Regions from separate parts of the Rattus norvegicus genome. Here region 1 is linked to region 2. Evidence: chromatin contacts called from public Hi-C data. All regions are on one chromosome and are shown on one strand. Each heading gives the region's core, a stretch centred on a gene start, on an enhancer-like site or on the middle of the called end of the contact. The rest is flanking DNA. Distances are from core to core; before and after follow the strand shown.

The links. A called contact is a pair of places that touch in the nucleus more often than the background predicts.
Region 1: a contact with region 2 is called in a Hi-C map of liver, with 2.6 times the contacts expected there. The contact joins two enhancer-like sites. A contact is called at or near these places in 3 of 12 Hi-C or Micro-C datasets (kidney, liver and psoas muscle).

What each region holds. Positions count from the first base shown.
Region 1 is chr4:106,356,614-106,361,872 of GRCr8, reverse strand. The region is part of intron 3 of Tcf7l1 (transcription factor 7 like 1); the gene reads left to right. Among named protein-coding and RNA genes, the nearest start is that of Tcf7l1, 44 kb to the left of the region's middle. Within about 2 kb of position 3,637, at least 4 of the 93 cell types and tissues checked have an H3K27ac peak or open chromatin away from gene starts, as enhancers often do. A contact at or near this core is called in liver, where this site is marked.
Region 2 is chr4:106,283,419-106,288,924 of GRCr8, reverse strand. The region is part of intron 3 of Tcf7l1 (transcription factor 7 like 1); the gene reads left to right. Among named protein-coding and RNA genes, the nearest start is that of Tgoln2, 57 kb to the right of the region's middle. Within about 2 kb of position 3,399, at least 5 of the 93 cell types and tissues checked have an H3K27ac peak or open chromatin away from gene starts, as enhancers often do. A contact at or near this core is called in liver, where this site is marked.

The DNA.
Region 1 (5,259 bases), core at 2,388-4,887, 73 kb before region 2:
CAGGTTGTACTCTCAGAGAAACCAGCGAATCCATGTGGCTTGCTGTGACAATGACATAGATGTAGAAGCTTATGAACCAGCTGTTTATTTCTTATCATTTTGAAGGGGAATCAGAGGTCAGGGTACCAGCACAGTATGTATGGTTTGAATTGGTGACAGACTGCCGGCTTCTGCCACATTCCTTCGTGGCAGCATAGCTCTCTGGCCCCATCCATGAGCATTTACCTCCATAGCTTAGTCTCCTCCCAAAGATTCCACCTCCAGATCCGGTCATATTAGATTTCAACTGAGGAATTTGGGGGTAAGAGCATGAACATTCAGCCCATAATTCTTAATGTGTTTACCATATGGTTAATTTGTCTTGTTTGTGTGAGACTGGGTCTCACTGTGTAGATCTTGCTGTTCTGGAATTCACTCTGTAAACTATAGTGTAGACCATAGATGTAGCTGGCTTTGAACTCACAGGCGTCTGTCTGCCTCTATCTCCTGAGTGCTTGGATTCAAGTGGGGAGGGGTGTCCACCATACCTCGCTTTACTTAAGTTTTTAAAATATAAAATCAATGTCTATCACATTCTGTAAAAAAGGAAAAGATGATTAACCTACTGTCCAACAAACCCACTTTTGCTTTGTTTGTGGTACTGGGGATTGGACACAGGTCCTCCTACATGTTTACCAAGCAGAGTGCCACTGAGCAACACTACTAGCCTTACATTTTATTCAGGTGTGTGTCTGTGTGTGTCTGTGTGTCTGGGTGTGTGTGTCTGTGTGTGTGTCTGCGTGTGTGTGTCTCTGTGTGTGTGTGTCTGTGTGTGTGTCTGGGTGTGTGTGTCTGTGTGTGTGTGTGTCTGTGTGTGTGTCTGGGTGTGTGTGTCTGGGTGTGTGTGTCTGGGTGTGTGTGTCTGCGTGTGTGTGTCTGTGTGTGTGTGTCTGTGTGTGTGTCTGTGTGTGTGTCTGCGTGTGTGTCTGTGTGTGTGTCTGCGTGTGTGTGTCTGTGTGTGTGTGTCTGTGTGTGTGTCTGGGTGTGTGTGTGTGTCTGTCTGTCTGTGTATAGGTCAGAGGTCAGCCGTGTTCTCAGTGCCTTTATCCACTGAGCCATCTCTTTGACCCTCTCCCTTGTGAAACAGAGCACCAGTAACTTGTTCAAATGGGCTGTGCATTATTCTGTAGCCCAAGCTGGCCTTGAATATGTAATCCCCCTGCCTTAGCCTCCTGAGTAATTGGGATTATTAGCAGGTCAGACCCCAAATCCACTTTCATTGAATACTTCCTTTGTCTATACTCTGACCCATCCATATCTTGTATAGTTATTATGAGAGAATATGTACAAGTTTGGGGTGGTTTCCCCTCTCTGGTAGTCATAATAGTTTCTACCATCAGTCTAGGCACTGGGGGTGAAGACTGAAGAATATGGACGCCCTGTAGCTACAGTGCGCATTAGGAGAGCAGCAATCAGTTGTGTGGGAAGTACAGACTGCCATTCATATTTTAACCAGTGGCACAGACTAGGGTCCACCCCTCAGAAAAAGCAGGGGGCACGAAGTGTCCTGAGGTAGGACCAGGTTCAGGGGCCCCAGAAACATCTCCATACGCCAGACAAAATGCTGTTCATTGTGGGAAGGACGGCGATTTTACTGCTTCAGAAGGGATTCAGGAAAACCGAAACAGCATTTTGGGTGTTTGTTTTGTTTTGTTTTGTTTTGTTTTGTTTTGTCTTGTCTTTTGAAGACAGGTTTTTTTCCTGTGGTGTCTTGGCTCTTCTGGAACTCACCCTGTAGACCAGGCTAGCTTCAATCTCAGGGATCTGTCTGCCTCTGCCTCATGAATTCTGGGACTAAAAGGCGTACGCCACCACCTCCTGGCTTAAAACAACATCTTTACATCCTTTCTAGAACTTCCTGTCTTTTCACCTAATGTTGGGGGGCTGTTCTTTTAGCTTCCTCTCCTGGTAGCCAGTGCAGTTTGTTTTGTGAGCCGTTTCCTTCCTCCCCACACACCACCACCAATCAGTCTTGCTGTTGGCAGAGGCATTAGTTCACGCATCTCTTTGCTCCCTGCTCTCTCCCCACAAGTTGCTGTGGAATCCTTCCTGTGTGCTGGTTTCCCGAAGGGGCTGGGCTTGGAGGGGGGAAGGGACTGTTGTGTGGGGGATCGTGAAGCCAGTCTCGGAATCCACGAACGTTCTCCTCCCTTCCAGGGGGCTTTCTTTTTAGCATTAGCACTTTTTAGACAGTTTTTAAAAGATTTATTTTTTATGTTTAATGCCAAGATTTATTTTTATTTCTAATGTGTGCATGTGTGTGAGTGGGCACTTACTTGCGTGTGAAGGAAGAGACCAGGGGACAGTGCTGGATTCCCCAGGGCTGGAATTACAGGCCGTTGCGAGCTGCCCAATGTGGATGTTGAAAACCAAACTTGGGTCTTCTTTAAGAGCAGCAAGTACTATTAACTGCTGAGCTGTCTCTCCAGCCTTCGGATGTTTGTCCATTTGATAGACATGAAAACTGAGACCTGCCACTGTTTTCATGCCTAATCACCTCCAGGATCTGAGGCCAATGTGGCATTCACTGGTCCCCTGGCTTCCTGGTGTTTGATACACATCCTGTCTAGTTTTCAGAACCGTCGAGCTGGTTGTGTTAGGGTCACTCTGTAGCTTCAGCTGGCCCCACTGTCAGTGAGTTCAAGCCCCCTAAGTGTTTGATTCTAAAAGTCTTAGGATGTGAACATAAGAATTTAAAATCTTTTCTAGAAATCACGTGTTTATTTATTTGTGTGTGTGTGGCAGGGGGCGTGCACCATGGCATCCATTCACGGTCAGAGGACAACTTTCAGAAGTTGGTTCTGTCCTTCCACCTTGTGGGTCCTGACTCAGGTTGTCAGGTATCTTCCTCTGCTGAGTCATCTCGTTGGTCTGCCTTTCCCTGCTTCCTTGCTTCCTTGCTTCCTTTCTTCCTTCCTTCCTTTCTTCCCTCCTTCTTTCCTTCCTTCTTTCCTTCCTGTTGTAGAAGCCAGAGGTCAACATGTTCCTCAAACACGGTTCTTCACCTTATCATTGAGACAGGGCCTATCAATGAATCCCCTGCCCACTGATTGGCTGGGTTGATTGGCCAGTGATCTCTGGGAATCTACCTACTCCTACCTCATCCAGTGTATTTTCTACACGAGTGCTTGCGATCCGAAGCCAGGTCGGTCCCCTTGCTTGCGTAACAGTCACTTTACCAATGGAGCCATTTCTCCAGCTCCACTCCAACACTTTTTGAGGCAGGATCCCACTAAGCCAGCTCCTGGCTGGCCTGGAAATCACTATACAGACCGGATCAGGCTGGCCTCACACTTGTGGTCACCCTCCTTTTTCTGCTTCCCGGATGCTGGGATGAGAGGGGGTGGAACTAACTCTTTCTTGGTGCTGCTGCTGCTGCTGGCCAGAATTAATAAACCTCTGCCCTGTCATATCTTTCAGATTCTCCCTCCCCCCACCCCTGCCCCCTCACTTAAAAAAAGAAAAAAGAACAGAATAAATAAGACTGGCATCAAGCCCTGTGTCTAATAGGAACTTTCTTTGCAGTGTGGAGCAGTTAAGTGATGCTGGCTAACTGCCCCCTTACTCTCCTGATGTGCAGCCCTTTCTCCAGAGGCTGAAAGGCTGGCTCCCTTACCTGGCAGTGCAGGAGTTCGTTGAGAGCCTGTGGGCTGGTGAGAGTCCTGCCATAGGGTTGGTTTGCCTCCTTTTAGCTGTGGAATGTGCTGAGCTAAGTGTTTTCCACGGCAAACACATTAAAAAAGATTTCTCATCCTTTTCTGAAAGAAAGGGGGGGGATGTCTTCTGTCTGCAGTCAAAACTTGTTAGATGTCCCAAACCTCTAGTCACGCTCTGTCCTTTGAACCCATTCTCTCTGGTGACTTTCTCTGCTCCTAAAGATCTCTGGAGTTAATTTTTAATGGCTGCATGTGTGGGGTGAGTCTGGCTATCCTGCGTGGGTGTTACCACCCAGAACATGGCTCAGCAAAGTCCTGGGAACTGCTCCAGGGCTGAGTAGGCAGGAGGGACAGAAAGACATCAGTTGGGGAGAAAATCAAGGACCCCCACCCCTTTGAGAGAGGGGACAGAAGTGTGGGTTGTACCCTGAAGCTTCTGACTTGCAAAATGCTCTGTGGTTGACTTTGGGGTAGCAATGTGATAGCTGAGGACCCAGCTGCCTGTCGGGTGTGCCCATTTGCTCTGGTAGGACAGAACCAACCTATTATATATGTGGGAATCCACCCACGATTTCTCGTGTATTTGTGTAAGAACATGTTCATGTGTATGTAGATTCACACGTGTGTGTAGATCCATGCAGAAGTCGGGGTGTATTTTCAGTTGCCACATACCCTTAAGTTTTCTTGTGAGTATTTGTATGGGTGTGTGTACCTGTATGTGGATGCACATGTTTGTTGAGGCTGAGGTCAAGGCCTTCCTTGAGCACGCTCCACCTTTGTATTAAGGCACAGTCTTCCAGTGGAACCCAGACCCTAGAGCTTGGTCATGTGGCTAGTCTAGCTGGCAGCTCACTCTAGAGACCTCAAGCTGGAATAACAGGTGGGCGGCCACATCTGCCCAGCATTTAGGAGGGTCTGGGGATGCAGACTCCCATCCTTATACCTGTTGCTTGCTTGGAAGACAGAGAAAGCACTGTAACCGAGCCATCTCTCCAGTCCCTACTGTCCTCTTTTTGGAGCTAGGGCCTCCCACTCACTGGTCTGTAGGCTTGTCTGGCCAGCAACTACCACAGATCCTTTTGTGTTCCTCTCTCCACTGCTGGAATTACAACCCTACCCTACCCTACGCACACACACACACACACACACACACACACACACACACACACACACACACACACGCACGCACGCACGCACACACGCACACACGCACGCACCCATTTTTAAAGGTTTATTTTTATTATTTTTGCATTATGTGGGTAGGGAATGTGAGTGCATGGGTGCCTGTGGAAGCCAGAAGAGGGCGCCCGACCCCTGGACCTGGAGTTATATGTAGCTGCAGGTACGCAACTCGGGTGCTGAGAACTAAACTTGGGTCCTCTGGCAGAGCCAGATTTGCTCTTTAATGATGATGCCTCTCTCCAGGTCCAAGAGCTGGCTTTTTAACAATGTCAGTTCTAGGGGTCAGACTCATCCTCAGGCTTGAAAAGCAAGCACTTTATAGACTGGGCGGGCTCCCTGGCCTCATGCACAGATTTCTAGTAACTCATCTGATCAAATCTTT
Region 2 (5,506 bases), core at 2,150-4,649:
AATCCAGGAGAACCCCACAGCCCTCACCTCAGAGGAAGCTTGTCGAGGTGGTTGTGTGGAGGAATCGGAGGGGCAAGCAGAGAGAACGTTTAGAGAAAAAGCCCCCAAACCTGTTTGGTCAGGCTTGTTTAACTGCCTGGAGGCCTGGGAATGCATGCCCAGGGGAAAGAGCTGCTTCAGGACACTAACAGCTGACAGTGCAGCGTGTGTGTGTGTGTGTGTGTGTGTGTGTGTGTGTGTGTGTGTGTGTTGGTGTTTAAGGGGGGGTCAGCTCACAGGTAGTGTTTTACTGCTTTACCAGGAGAGTGTGTTCGTGTCTGTTGTAATTTACTGTCGAACTCTAAAACAGTCTTGTGTTGGTCTAGGCTGCGCCTCATAATATCTGCATATTAAAAGTCTATCCAGCTGGACACAGGATTTGTGCACTTCCTCATATAGCCATTGTGTCTCTGTTGGGGACGTTTGAGAAGTAGATTTTAGGTTGAGGCAATAATCGCTCTTTCAGTTCAAGTGTTGGTGTCATCAGGAGGACCTGAGTTCTATTCCCAGGGCACAAAGCTGGGTAGAGCCTGGAGACAAGCCCAGCACCCAAGGAAAGCACCCCGGGTCCAGGTGGGCAGAGACAGGATTGCTGAAGCTTGCCGGCTGACGGCTTAACTCCAGTCTCAGTGAGAGACCCTTTTTCAAAGTAATAAAGTACAGAGAGTGACAGAGCAGGACACCCTCCTGGCTTTCACACAAGTACAAGGTGCCAGGTGCGTGCTGTTGTTCCTGTAATCCCAGCCCTAGGGGAGGAGGCAGGTGCATCCCTGGGGCTCACTTCCAAGCAGCCTAGCCTGCTGGGTGTGCCTGGCCAAATGAGAGACCCTGTCTCAAAAAAAACCAAAAAAAACAAAAACAAAAAAAGGCAGGGGACTAGAGAGATGGCCCAGAAGTTAAAAACACCTGCTGTTCTTGCAAAGGAGTCTGCCTCTGTTCCTAGCACCCATATCATGTCAGGCAGCTCACAACCTCTGGAACTCCAGTTCCTGGGGATATAATGCCCTCTTCTGGCTCCTGTGGCCACCAGGCATGCACACACAAGCAGTAAATATAAATAAACAATCTAACACACCTGAGGTAGTCACGGCCTGAGAAATGACACTGAAATCGATCTCTTGCCCCCAATGTAGGTGCACACACGTAAATACAGGGGGGTGGGAGGAAGAGAGAGAGACAGAGACCTCAGTACTCTGGAAGTGGAAGCATCAGGCAGATCTCTGTAAGCTTGAGGCCAGCCTGGTCTACATAGCAAAACCCTGTTCCTTCCTCCCCATCAAACAAACAAAAAGAAAGACATTTATTAAAACCTCTCTCTTAGCCTCGAATGCCTTTTCTGGCCATCCCAGCAACAGAGAATGGGGATACAAGGCCACCATGAGTGTCCAAGTGGCCACTCTGCTACTGGGAAACAGAAGGAAATTGTGTGGCTTCCTCACCCCAGGCCACCACTTTGCTCACGATAGCAACTATAGAGAGGTCTCTAGGTCTCCATTCAGCATAAGGCCACCTTTCCAGCACACCAAGACCCACAAGGCCACATGGAGCTATTGAGCTCATCCTGAACCCTATCTAGCTTGGATATCCATCAAGGCAGCCCAGATTCCATCGCTCAAGTTCTGTTCTGCCCTGAACTGTGTGGGTCACCCTTCTGCCCCCACAAGGACTGTCTAGGCAGACAGGACCCTGGATTCCTTCTCTGCTACGACCCACCAGCCATCCTGAGTTCAACACACTCAACTTCATTTCCTTTCTGCTCTTGAGTTTTCAATGATTCAGGATTGGGAAATGATTGTCCTGAGAATTTCTAGGCCATAACATATAGCATCTGACATTTAAAATCCTGCCTCTACCATATCAGGCCTTTGATAAATTAAAATTTCTGGACTCAGTTTCCTCATGTGAGATAACAGGAGTAGCAGTACTGTTAAGCTCCCTGGGCAAAGGGAGGGCAAACCATACTGATGCACTTGTTGCCTGGGATACGGACGGGCTTCTGCCATCATCCTAATAGGAGCCATACAGCGCACTGTGCTCCACAGACCAGCACACGGAATCCCTCCCTCAATGCAGCTGCACCCCGACATAAGTAATAGCCCCTCCCCTCTTTAGGAGCTCTGTTTTGGCCTTGTCCCCTTGGCACTGTGTTCCCCCAATGAGCTGCTGTGATGTTCTGAGACACAGATAGAAGCAGGGGTGGAGGAGACAGAAGATGTGCAGGACCAGGCTCTCTACCATCACCGCCACATCTCATGTGGAAATGAAAAACACAGGATAGTCTACCTTTGGGCCTTGCCTTTTGTGTCATAGGAAGGTTTATTTGCTGGGCTAGGAGTAAATATTTTCAACAGCTTGTTGGCTTGACTTACAACTTTTTTTTTCTTAAAGATTTATTTATTTTATGTATATGAATACACTGTAGCTGTTGTCTTCAGACACAGAAGAGGGCATCAGATCCCATGACAGATGGTTGTGAACCACCATGTGGTTGCTGGGATTTGAACTCAGGACCTCTGGAAAAGCAGTCAGTGCTCTTAACTGCTGAGCCATCTCTCCAGTATGTAAATATGTAGACATCCTCTCTCTCACCAGTAGATACCAATGGAGAACTCCCTTGCCCAGCAGTAACCACCTTGATGTCTCAGGCCAATGCCCGTGTCAGTAGTGACCTTTGGAATTGTATTTAGGAAAACAGTGCCATGGATCTTTTTAACTATTCAAAATGTCATTTATCCACATTGCTTCTAAGGCTGGAGAGACAGTTCACTCTACAGAGTGCTGCCTTGCAAACACGAAGACCCGAGTTTGAGCCCCCAAAACCTATGGCTTTTGTTTTTTTTGTTTGTTTTTGCTTGTTTTTTTTTTTTTTGTTTTGTTTTTTTTTAAGGTAGGTGTGGTGACACATGCTTGCAATCCCAGCACTGAGGAGGCAGGAATGAGTGGGTCCCTGAAACCTCCTGACCAGCCAGCCCGGCCTACCCTGTGAGCCTCAGGTTTAGTGAGAGACCTTGTCTCAGAAAACAAAGTGGGCAGCCCCTGACTATGAACAACCAAGGATGTCTTTTGCCCTGCACACACCCTTCCCCTCAAGAGGGAACACAGCAACAAAGGAAACACATGCACCAAGTCTAGCATAGAGCCCTTCCCTGTATGAGTTGTCACCTAGATTCAAAGTCTATCTCAAATCTCCTCAGCTACTCCAATTCTTAGTGACATACACCTATTGGGACAGATGCTTTGACCTCCTCACTAGATGAAGGCCACCTGCATAGCCATGTTGTCCTTCTGTCTTCCACAGCAGCCCTGTACAGTGTCCAACACAGTGGGTGTACCCTAAGTATTTGTGGAATGACAGGTCAGTGTATTACAAACTGATCGATATTCCTCTGGCCTGTGTTGATTTTCTGAAACTGCCCTGTTGATAATACCCTCCACCCTTCCGAGTGACCCTCAAGAAAATCAGGCAGCCAGCCCTTAACAGGCCAATAAAGCCAGCCTTCATTTTGATTATCTTTGGGCTAGGTTTGCTTGGGAATTTGTATCTGTAGAAAAAATCTTAGTGTTCACCGCTGTGAGGCAGATTTTTTGCATTCATTTATTCTTTTGGTGGTTTGGCCCCATAAAGCAGCGGGCTGGCCTGAGGGAAAAGCTGCCTGAAAGAATCTGAGTTTGTCTTTAGTGGTAGAAATTAAACAACTTCTCCAGGCCGTGCCCTCAAACTTCAGCCCGGTTTACTATTGAAAATTGTGTCTCAAGGGGTACAGAGAGGCGTGGGATAATAGAGGCTGAAAAATGTTTGAGATTTGGACATTTTGTTTTCTTTTTCCCTTGGAGAATAATCTTTTGGGAAAAACTTGGATGAAGACCCTTAGCGCCATACAACTTTTTTTTTTCAAGTTCAGTTCAAGTCCCAAGTCATAGCTCGATTCATTTCTGTGAACAATAGACAGAGAAGTACCCATGGAGAGTCCAAAAGGCTGAACGAACTGCAGGAACAGGAGGGCAGGGTCCATCCGCTGAGTGTCCCGTACACTGCGTGAGCTCCCCAGAAGTTCCCAGTCACTCAGGAAGCCTTCAGATGGTGGCGGCTGAAACACCGGGCATTGCATATGTTTCCAGAGAAAGTCTGTGGAAACTTCCAAGAGATGTCCAGTGTCTCCCTAAGACTCTTCTCTAGGGTCTGCATCAAATTAAAGGACGGTCTCATTCCTCTATCTCCAAGACTGCGAAGTCGAGAAGCAGCTGGAACTAGGGCATGCTTGGAGGCCAGGCCCTGTAAACTACCCAGTACTCATTCAGGCCAAGCTGCCCCAGTCATAAAGTGGCAGTAACATAAGAATTGCTGATGGGAGGGGGAGATGTCGCAGTCAGGAAAGCCCTGACTATGCAAGCATAAGGGGCTTGCACTGTGATCTCAGCATGGCGGCTGGCAGGAGGGTAGAGATAAGATCCCAGAGGCTTGCTGGCCTGGCAGTGCAGCCCAGGTGATGATGCATGCTCACTGAGAGACACTGTCTCAAAAAGGTAAGGCGATGGGCAGAGTTGCCACTCCCATTTTACTGGTTATGAACTAGAATATTTTTCGTTTGTTCGTTTGGATGTTTTGTCTGTCGTGTATGTCTGTGTATCACATGCGTACCCCACCTGAAGGTGTTAGTCAAGCTCCCCTGAAACTGGAGCTACAGACGGTTAGGAGCCACTGTGAGGATGCTGGAAACCAAACCTGGGTTCTCTAGAAGAGAACCCAGTGCTCGTCTTTCCACCCCTGATGGACTAGCATTTAAACGAAAGCAATACTGATGTTTTAAATTCATCATCTAGGGGTTGGGGATTTAGCTCAGTGGTAGAGCGCTTGCCTAGCAAGCACAAGGCCCTGGGTTCGGTCCCCAGCTCCGGAAAAAAAAAAAATTCATCATCTAAAGAGGCCCTGTGGCTAGGCGTGTTGACACTTGCCTTTAATGTCAGAAGTAGGGGCAGGCAGATCTCTGTGAATTTTGGGCCAGCCTGGTTGGTCATCACAAGATGGTCCATGACAGTCTGGGTTACATAATGAGACCCTGTCTCTAAACAACACACTTCCTGGTGTGGGGGTGGGGGGTTGAGATGAGACCTGGCCATTTATTGACACCCATGTGAAAGATGTTTTGGTGACCTTAACGAACATATGATAAGGATTTTTCAAAGCTCCAAACTTCCCCACCCTTCAGGGAGAGCAGCATGGCTCCAGTCCCTTCTGGGTCATGAAACACCAAAGAGATGCTCAACTCTCCTACGAGGAGGAGTTCCAAGGATCCTCCAGGATCTTCCTACACTGCTAAGCACTGGCTCTTCTGCGGCATGGTGTCTGCTCATGACAGGACTTGTGCACCTCCTCTGAAACCCTACCCCACTACCTGTCAGTAACCTTTGTGCCATCTCTAGTGAGTAATCCCCTTGGGGCAGCGGAATGGATGCTAAAGCATTAGGG